Linked DNA regions of Mus musculus: regions 1 and 3 are each linked to region 2. A link is a contact called in public promoter capture Hi-C data. All regions are on one chromosome and are shown on one strand. The core of a region is the stretch at or near the end of the contact, and the rest is flanking DNA. Distances in the headings are between cores, read along the strand shown. Region 1 overlaps Crocc2 (ciliary rootlet coiled-coil, rootletin family member 2). Region 2 holds the start of Bok (BCL2-related ovarian killer). Region 3 holds the start of Pdcd1 (programmed cell death 1).

What was found. Promoter capture Hi-C pulls out the DNA fragments that hold promoters and counts their contacts.
Region 1: a contact with region 2 is called in a promoter capture Hi-C map of cranial neural crest. The contact joins the enhancer-like site here to the promoter of Bok in region 2. A contact is called at or near these places in 8 of 39 promoter capture datasets (cranial neural crest, embryonic stem cells, frontonasal cranial neural crest and 5 more) and 2 of 115 datasets of contacts at active chromatin or transcription factors (embryonic stem cells and pancreatic cancer cells).
Region 3: a promoter capture Hi-C map of stem cell-derived epiblast-like cells shows a contact between it and region 2, with 4 times the contacts expected there. The contact joins the promoter of Pdcd1 here to the promoter of Bok in region 2. A contact is called at or near these places in 2 of 39 promoter capture datasets (the HPC-7 cell line and stem cell-derived epiblast-like cells).

What each region holds. Positions count from the first base shown.
Region 1 is chr1:93,209,147-93,211,846 of GRCm38.p6, reverse strand. Crocc2 (ciliary rootlet coiled-coil, rootletin family member 2) reads right to left here. Exons shown (of 32, transcript NM_001310428.1): 21 at 2,470-2,613. Among named protein-coding and RNA genes, the nearest start is that of Sned1, 25 kb to the left of the region's middle. Within about 2 kb of position 1,341, at least 109 of the 459 cell types and tissues checked have an H3K27ac peak or open chromatin away from gene starts, as enhancers often do. A contact at or near this core is called in second pharyngeal arch cranial neural crest, where this site is marked.
Region 2 is chr1:93,684,209-93,686,908 of GRCm38.p6, reverse strand. It overlaps Bok (BCL2-related ovarian killer), which reads right to left and starts at 1,334. Exons shown (of 5, transcript NM_016778.3): 1 at 1,055-1,334; 2 at 240-491. The coding sequence starts at 462.
Region 3 is chr1:94,051,126-94,053,825 of GRCm38.p6, reverse strand. Pdcd1 (programmed cell death 1) reads left to right here and starts at 1,273. Exons shown (of 5, transcript NM_008798.2): 1 at 1,273-1,411. The coding sequence starts at 1,336.

The DNA of each region.
Region 1 (2,700 bases), core at 92-2,591, 480 kb after region 2:
ACAAGAACTCAGTGGTGTTGAGTGGCTGGTTTGCCAAAAGCAAACCCCTCTTCGCTGGCTGTTTTCACGGGACATTGTCCAGGCCCCTGGCCGGCCTGGCTCCAGAGTCCGCCCGCTGTTATTGTTGTTCTGTTTTTGGGAAGGGCCAGGGCCTCCCCACTGCTCCCCTCCCACCCCCCACATGTGGGAGCCACAACCGTGCAGAGCATTTTCCGCTGAGCTCAGCAGAATTCACCCAGAAGGTCAAGGACCAGGGAAAGGGCCTGTCCATCATAAAAGGAGCTGCACTCATTTCCCGGAGCAGGGGAGATGAAAATAAGCAAAACAAATGGGGGAAGGGCCCCCCTGCTGCCAGGCCACCTCCTCCCCTGCAGTCCAGCACCCCACCCACCCTCTCCTGAGGACATCCATCCCTTTTGCAGGAATTTTACAGCCAAATCGCTTAATGTGATTATTATAATTATTTCTTTACTAGAAGTTGTATAAACAGTCTTTTTTGAAATTTCTTGCAGGGAGGCAACTCCAGAGCTCTGCAGGGAGCAGGGCAGCGAGGCAAGCAGGGGAGGGGTGCAGCAGTGGGGTGGCCTGTGTGTGCATACATGCATGCATACGCGAGTGAAGGGATACACGTGTGCGTTGGCGCACACCCAAAGGATGTGTGTGCATGCGTGCAAATGCCTGTTTACACATGTATAATAGATGTATAATGCACATGTGTGTTTGCTGATCATCTACATGCACATGTGTATGTTTTTGCAGTGTCCTCATGGGCTTTCATATGTGAGCCCCGCACGTGTGTATGGGAATGCATGGGATGTGCGTATACACATTGCTTAGTATGCCTACACCTTAGAGTGTATATGCATTCATAGATGTACATCTTAAATGTACACACAGGTGGGAGGTATCAACATGCAGGTCTGCATGTGTGTGCATATTTACATGTGTGAGACCCCCAAGAAGGTCTGCAAAGTGCTCCGTCTTGAGAGCGGGGAAATTCTGAGCCATGGCACCTGGGACACTCCTCTGTTCATTCCTTCTTGCAATCATCTCTTCCACCTGGTCCTCTACCTTTCAGATACCTGTCACCCTTATCACTTTCTGGGAGGCTTCCTTCCTGAAAACTCGACCTTGCCCCGAAGCTTATGGCCCTCATCTCTCCAGAGTGAGCGAGGCCCCCTCTCCAGATCCCTCCCTCTCTGCCCCCGGTTTTGAAATCGCACTTCGCTTCTCCATGTGGCCGCTGACCAGGCCTGACTTTGAAATCTGTTGGAAGGAACTCTCTCTCTTTGGGGCCAATATAAACAGCCTGTCATGTTCAGTCATGCTCTCTTCCTCTCCCGGGCTCTTGGCCGGCCCCTTGGGGTGTGTTGGGGAGGGAGAGCCCTCTCCTCACCACACCAGGCCAGCTGCCCTGCCTGCCAGCCTTGGCACACAGCCCAGGAGCTGTGAGGCCGCTTTGTCCCCACAGGCCCCACCTGGGTTCTGGCTGACCCCCCCCTCCATCTCAGTCCACACACCCTCCTGCCCTTGCCTCTCCCAGGCGCCCCCAAGTCCTGTCAGAACTCCTCAGAAACACCTTTCCATCTGCTGCCCGCTGGGCCCCTGCCTGGCCTAGCTGTGGCCTCCTCTGGCCCCGCCTAAGACTGCCCCTCACCCTGTCATGATCATGTGGCTCCTGGAGCCCTGGTGTGAGCATCAGGGCCCATGACTGTCCCTGAAAATCCCACCACTATCCTACTTTTCCTGCCTTTGTTCCCTGGGTTTCCTAAACTCAGCATCCTTCCACTTTACTCCATCCAATATGGAGTCTAGGCCTCTTATGCAGGCAGAGTCTAACTCTCCGGGGATTCCCCATGGCTCCTTAGGTGGATAGATTTCTTAGCTAGAGCCCTCCCACCCCTGTGTCACAGTGGCCTTGAGAGTCTTTGGGAGGATACAGCTCCCTACATCTGAGTCCCAGTCCCTGAATTGTGTAGAAGTGAAGGTTAGGCTGTGGAGGCACTGGGACCTGTGTTATGTGCTTCTAGCCAGTTGTCCATGGCTAGCCTCCTTGGGTAGTTAGTCAGCCTTTAGCTATCCCAACAGGAGCACAGGTGAGGTGCTCTGTGGCCTTTCTGGGGTGAGGCAGGCCCGGTGGTGGCCATGATGGGGCCTTACATCTACTTATAGCAAGCTATGGTAGCTTTGCTTTCTCGCAGTAATGGCTCTGCTCTGTCAGGTCTAGTCCTTTTGAAGCCAGATCTACGACTCTGGGCTAGAAATAATACCTTCTATTAGGCCAGGGCCAGCTTTCTCCAGCTGAGGTCAGGAGCCAGGCACAATTTCACTACTCTGAGAGATGCCTCTGGTTGCCAGACCGAATGGGGGCAGTCATTTGTCTCCTCCTGGTCCTGGGATATTCTCCCTCCTCCTGCATTCCTGCTCTCTCAGGGTCCTCCTCACGCTCCTCTAGAGACCCCGTCTCACCTCTCTCCTCACGCTGCTTCGCTCGGCCGCTATCTCACGGAGCTTCTCCCTCAGAGTGTCAGCTTCTCTCTGGTGGGTAGAGATGGCCTCTTCAAACTGGACCTGGAGGGTTCTCAGCTCTTTGGTCATGGTGGTAACGGTAGCCTGGGGGGTGGGGAGACCACTGGATTTGAGGGAGGCTGGTCCGAGGCCTGACTGCCAGGCCTTGAGACAAGCATGTGGGATGAATGC
Region 2 (2,700 bases), core at 85-2,584:
CTGGGTGGCCTATCCTTGCACCCTCTCCATTCCAGACAGATTTGGGCTCCCACGCACGCCTCCTCTCTCAGCGCCAGCGGGAGGGTGAGGCACAACCGCAGAAGGGCTGGTCATGTCACAAGAAGGGAATGTCTGTGCAGAACAGCTGTACCGGGAACCCTGAAACACTGCGGGCAGGCCCATCCAACCAGCTATAGAGGGGCGGCCTGGGATGGTACCTGCTGGTGCCCCACACTCACCCAAGCGCAGCAGCACTGTGCACACCTCTGCCAAGCGTCCTCCAGGGGCAGGCGAGGCACGCTCTGGAGCGCTCCAGGAGAGGCCGGCGCGCAAAAGCCGCGCGTGCACGTACTCCCGGCCTAGTGCCTTAGCCTGGGCCACCAGCTCCTTGTCTGTGGGCGAGCGATCAAAGGCGTCCATGATCTCCGCTGCAAAGACAGAAGAGCGCCGCAGCACCTCCATGGCCGAAGCGCGGGCGAGAGGCGCCACACCTACGAATAGACTGAGTTCAGACCGGACCGCCTCCAGCCAGGTGGCGAAAGGACTCCCGCCACGGGAGGAGACCCAGAAGCGCGGCCCGAGGCACAGCGGTCCCCACCGCGTGCGCGATTCAAACAACACAGGAGGTTGGCTGTGCGCCGCCCTCAAAAAGGGCCGGTTTCCGATAGCCTCTCGTTTTGCACCCCAAATCTTTTAAAAGTCTCGGGTTCTTTTTAGGTTCTAAATTAAATCTCGCAGATCCCAGCGGTGGTCAGGGGTTGGAAACACCGCAGGGAAGTGGCGATAGGTTCTTTAATCACAGCGCCCAGGCTCCAGGACCAATTTGGGGGAGAAGAGGATGCAGAGTAGCCTGCTGCGACCAGCCGACAAGCAGGACCCCGCGGGCTCCTCCCTGCCGACGAGTGGGGTCCTAAGGAAGGCTCCAAACTGCGCGGCAGTCCCCGGGCTCGGAGACCACGCACCTGCGCACCTCGCAGAGCCCGTGTTTGTCCCCGGTGTCGCTGTTCCCATGGTGCTACATCCAGGGCACCGACGCCACGCCCGCCCGACTCACCTCTCCCGCCTCATGGCGCGCGGGGCGGCGGTGGAGTTCTGGTTTCAGGACCCGCTCGCTGCCGTCTCCGGCGGTCTAGACCCTTCCATTCAAACCCGCGAGCGCGCGCCCCGCCCCAGCGCCCGCCCCGTCCACACCCGAGCTGAAGCACAGGCTCCGCCGGTCTTCCCGCGCGCTCGCAGAAGTCCTGGTCCCGAGGGGTGCGGGAGGCGTACCGCGGTCTCCCCGCGGGCGAGAAGCCAGGCTTAGGGCTTCGCCTTCTAAGGAAACGGCAACCCCCGGGGGCGGAGCCGCAGCCCAGCTCTGCCCAACGCCTCCCTGGTTTAAGAAAGGCCAGCACAAGTTCTCGGGATGCGCCCGGGAACGCCGCCAGACTGGAGCTGTCCCGGCAGGCAGCGCGAAGAACATCCAGCTCTGACACCAACCCACTGGGGCGCACCAAGTTCCATTTTAAAATGAGCTGACTTATATTTCCTTATTGTCTTATAGAGGCTCCTTAAAGATCCTGGATTCTTGAAGTTGTAGGAGATCTGATGCCCTCTTCTGATCTCCAAGGACACCAGGCATGCACGGGGATTCACAGACATGGAGGCAGGCAAACATTCATACACAAAACAAAAATAACAATAAGTAAATATTTAAAAATAGATTCTGCATTCTTGGCTTAATAGAGCCTTTGGAGTGTGGTGAAGACTTGGGTATGTACATGGTTGAAGATACTACAAATACCCATCCATTCCCACTCAAGTCTAGCTTTGCTTTTAATGAGCTGGACTTATTTATATCCAATCCAATATATAATCTTTTGTAGTTAGTTATCTCTCATTAGGGTATTTCCCTTTGACAGAAAAAGGGGAGGGAGGGAGAGAGACAGAGACACAGAGAGAGGCAGAGACAGAGAGACTCACAAAGAGAGAGAGGCTTGTCTGGAGCTCTGTGTTGACCAGCTGGTCCAACCTGCAGGAATCACCCAGCCCCTGGCTCCGGAGTACTAGACTACAGCGGTCTTCAGAAGCTTAGTTACTTTAGGATTCATACTTAGACCTATGCTGGATCACAGACATCGTTGTGAACAGTGTGGCAGTGAATCCGAGCTCCCTTTTTCCATACCGATTTCCAAGAAAGTCAACATCATCTACTAGACTCTGGTCTTCTCCTTCATCTTTGGACCCAACTGCAAAATCTCAACAATGGGATTTGCTAACTCGACCTAGTTTGTGTAAGTAAAACACTTCACTTAGAGCTATAAAATGCATATTCTACACACGCACACCAAAATAGACTACACCTGAAACCATAAACAAGTGTCAACAAATTTCAAAGAACCAAAATCATACAGTAATTACTCTCTGAATTAAAGCTAAATTGCAGAAAAACCAGTGGAAGTCTCCAAATGCTTGGAAATGAAACAGCGTACTTATAATGAGGCAATAAATAATAAATCACAATGAAAATGTTAAAAGGTTTATTTATGTGTTTTATGTAGATGGGTGTTTTATCTGGATGTATGTCTGCACACAAGAAGAAAGCATTGGATCTCACAGGACTACAGTTATAAGTGGTTGTGAGCCACCATGTGGTTGTTGGGAATTGAACTCAGTACTTCCGGAAGAGCAGTCAGTGCTTGTAACCGCTGAGCCACCTCT
Region 3 (2,700 bases), core at 24-2,523, 370 kb before region 2:
GTGGGGAGGGGATCCCCCTAGCTTCTGCCCACAGGCCCCATGCTGAGACTGGAGGCGGCCAGTCTGTGCCTCACACTCTTTTTCCATTTCTGTGCTGTTCAAAGTAATGTTTCCTTCCCCACCAAGCTAGTGCCTCTGAACCTGGGTGGCTGAGGCAGTTGCCAGATGGTTTCCAGGCGGGCTGCCTATTTTAGGGTGGTGAGACCCACACATCTCATTGCTAATATTAGCAGTTTCGTTTTCCCTTTTTTTCCCATTCACTGTGGCGAAACACAGAGAGCAGAATGATTAAATCATCAGAATGCCCCAGAAATGACTAGCCAGCCAGGTACTATGCATGCACACAAGTCGGCCCACCCCACCTAATCCCAGAGAGACAAGCAGGAGGTGAGGTGGGCCTCCACCTCCTAGGGACTGAGGAAAGTTGACTGGGAAAGACCTAGAAATTGAGTCTACCCCAGCCTGGTGTTAGGTTTTTCTCAGGGGAAGAGAAAGATGCAGGGCAGCAGAGCTAGCAAACCTAAGACAACTATAGAAGCAGAGAAAACAGTGAGATCCGGGCAGCAGATCCAGCATCTTGAAAGGAAGAAAAGCCTTAAGAGAAAGCAAGACCAGGCCCAGGGTCTTTCTGAACCTACAGGGGTGTCTGGAGAGGAAAGGCATCGTCTCGGGTCCTAGGAAATGTTCACTATAGCCCTTCGAGGCCTCCTCTGACCCATCAAACGGGAGCATGTGGGATAGCTGGGCTCTTGCTCCTCAGTAGTAAAGGACTAAGGCATAGCTCAGGGCATTCAAGGCCACGCATGGCAGACAAGGTAGGGGAGGGTCCAGCTTGCCCTCGCTGCGGCCATAGGTACCAAAGCCAGGCCTCGACACCCACCCTCCAAAGGGACAAGAGTCTGGCCCTAGTTTCAGTCTCTCTCAGCCCTGGGAGCTAAGGCTCGATCGGGGTACCAGGAATGGAAAAGACCAAACCTACCCACAAGAGGGGCTAGAAATGGAGAGGACCCCATAGCAGGACAAGAGGCAAGGACAGCTAGTCAGAGAGAACCCCCCCTCTCTGCTCCCCAATCTCTCACTAGTCCCTTACCTGCTCCTCCCAGGCATCGTTCCCTCCCACTCCCCTCCCCCTTCCATGCCCCTCCCCCACCTCTAGTTGCCTGTTCTCCCACCCTTGTGGAGGTGGAGGAAGAGGGGGCGGGAGCCAAGAACAGGTCTCCTCCCTCCAACATGACCTGGGACAGTTTCCTTTCCGCTACAGACAACTCTGCCTGAGCAGCGGGGAGGAGGAAGAGGAGACTGCTACTGAAGGCGACACTGCCAGGGGCTCTGGGCATGTGGGTCCGGCAGGTACCCTGGTCATTCACTTGGGCTGTGCTGCAGTTGAGCTGGCAATCAGGGTGGCTTCTAGGTATGTGGCTCCTAGGGATGTGGGATCAATTGGGGTTGGTGGCTGGGGCAGGGCTTGAAGAAACGTTCACCCTCGGTTCCTATTACTGGAGGGGAGGAACACCTGTGTCCCTGGTTACACGGATTGGCTCCTGGTTACACAGATTGGCTTTAGGTGGGTTTTACAGGTGAAATGCCCCCTGGGGCTCAAAATCCACCCCCTCCTTGCTTTTAGACAGACAGAACATTTATCTAACGTCAGTTGATCTTCTGTGTCCCTCTCTGTGAAGCGATGGTAGGTCTGAACAGAGCTCTGACCTCAGCCACTGCTTCAGGATTCTGGCAGGCCCTGGTATCCTTGGCCTTTCTCTATGTTTTTCTATGGTTGGGGACATCCCTACATGGAGCCTGCCCTACACACTGTATAGATGACTGAAGATCCAAGAGTATAATCAGCTGTCTACCCTCATGGACAAGCTTCCCGTGCTAGCATTTCTGGGGGACTCCCGAGTTCATATCCCTGGCCTCATAGCATCCTGGGGGTGGGGGGTGTGTGAAACGGAGAGGTCCAGGAATCCTGCTCAAATTCCTCACAGTGAAAACACAGCTCCCTGTACTCCTTACTCCTCACTACCCTGTACCCCTTGGCCCCTGCCCACCCTCTGGACTGAGCCAACCTTCACTGAGAACCTGGTCCTGGGACCAGAGGGAACTTTGTTTCTCCTGGATGTCAACAAACTCCTAGGTCAGAGCTACACCTGCGGCGCATGGAATTGTGGCCTAGACAAGCTTATACTCTTGTGCTGCCTTAACATCTTTGACCTGCAATGATGTTCCTTTGCTCATATGACGTCCCAGTCACCTTCACCCCAGCCTCTTCACTACCGTGAAAACAGGATGGGACTGGGAGCTGGGTGCTGGGTGCTTACCACCACAGGCCCTCTCCTGGGTTGCAGGCTAAGGCTGGTTGGGAAGCCAGGGACATTTTCCCTCCACGTACCCTCTTAAGATAGCCCATGGTTTGCTGTCAAGACTGGATGGAGGAAACAGACCTGAACATGGTAGATGGTCTGAGGCCCTAGGGTGAAAGATGTCCCTTGGGGAAACCTTGTCAGGAAACCCACGGAGCAAAGTCGGAAGGATTATGTGTCATTGGAGAGAAGCAACTGAGACAGAAAGGGGACTATGACTCACTCTGGTGACCTGGCACACTGGGCATGTCCGCAAATGAAGCTTTGATGAGACAATATGGAGATACAGATGTATTTATGCAGGCCTACTGTAGATTGTCTCTGACAAATGTCTCAAAGT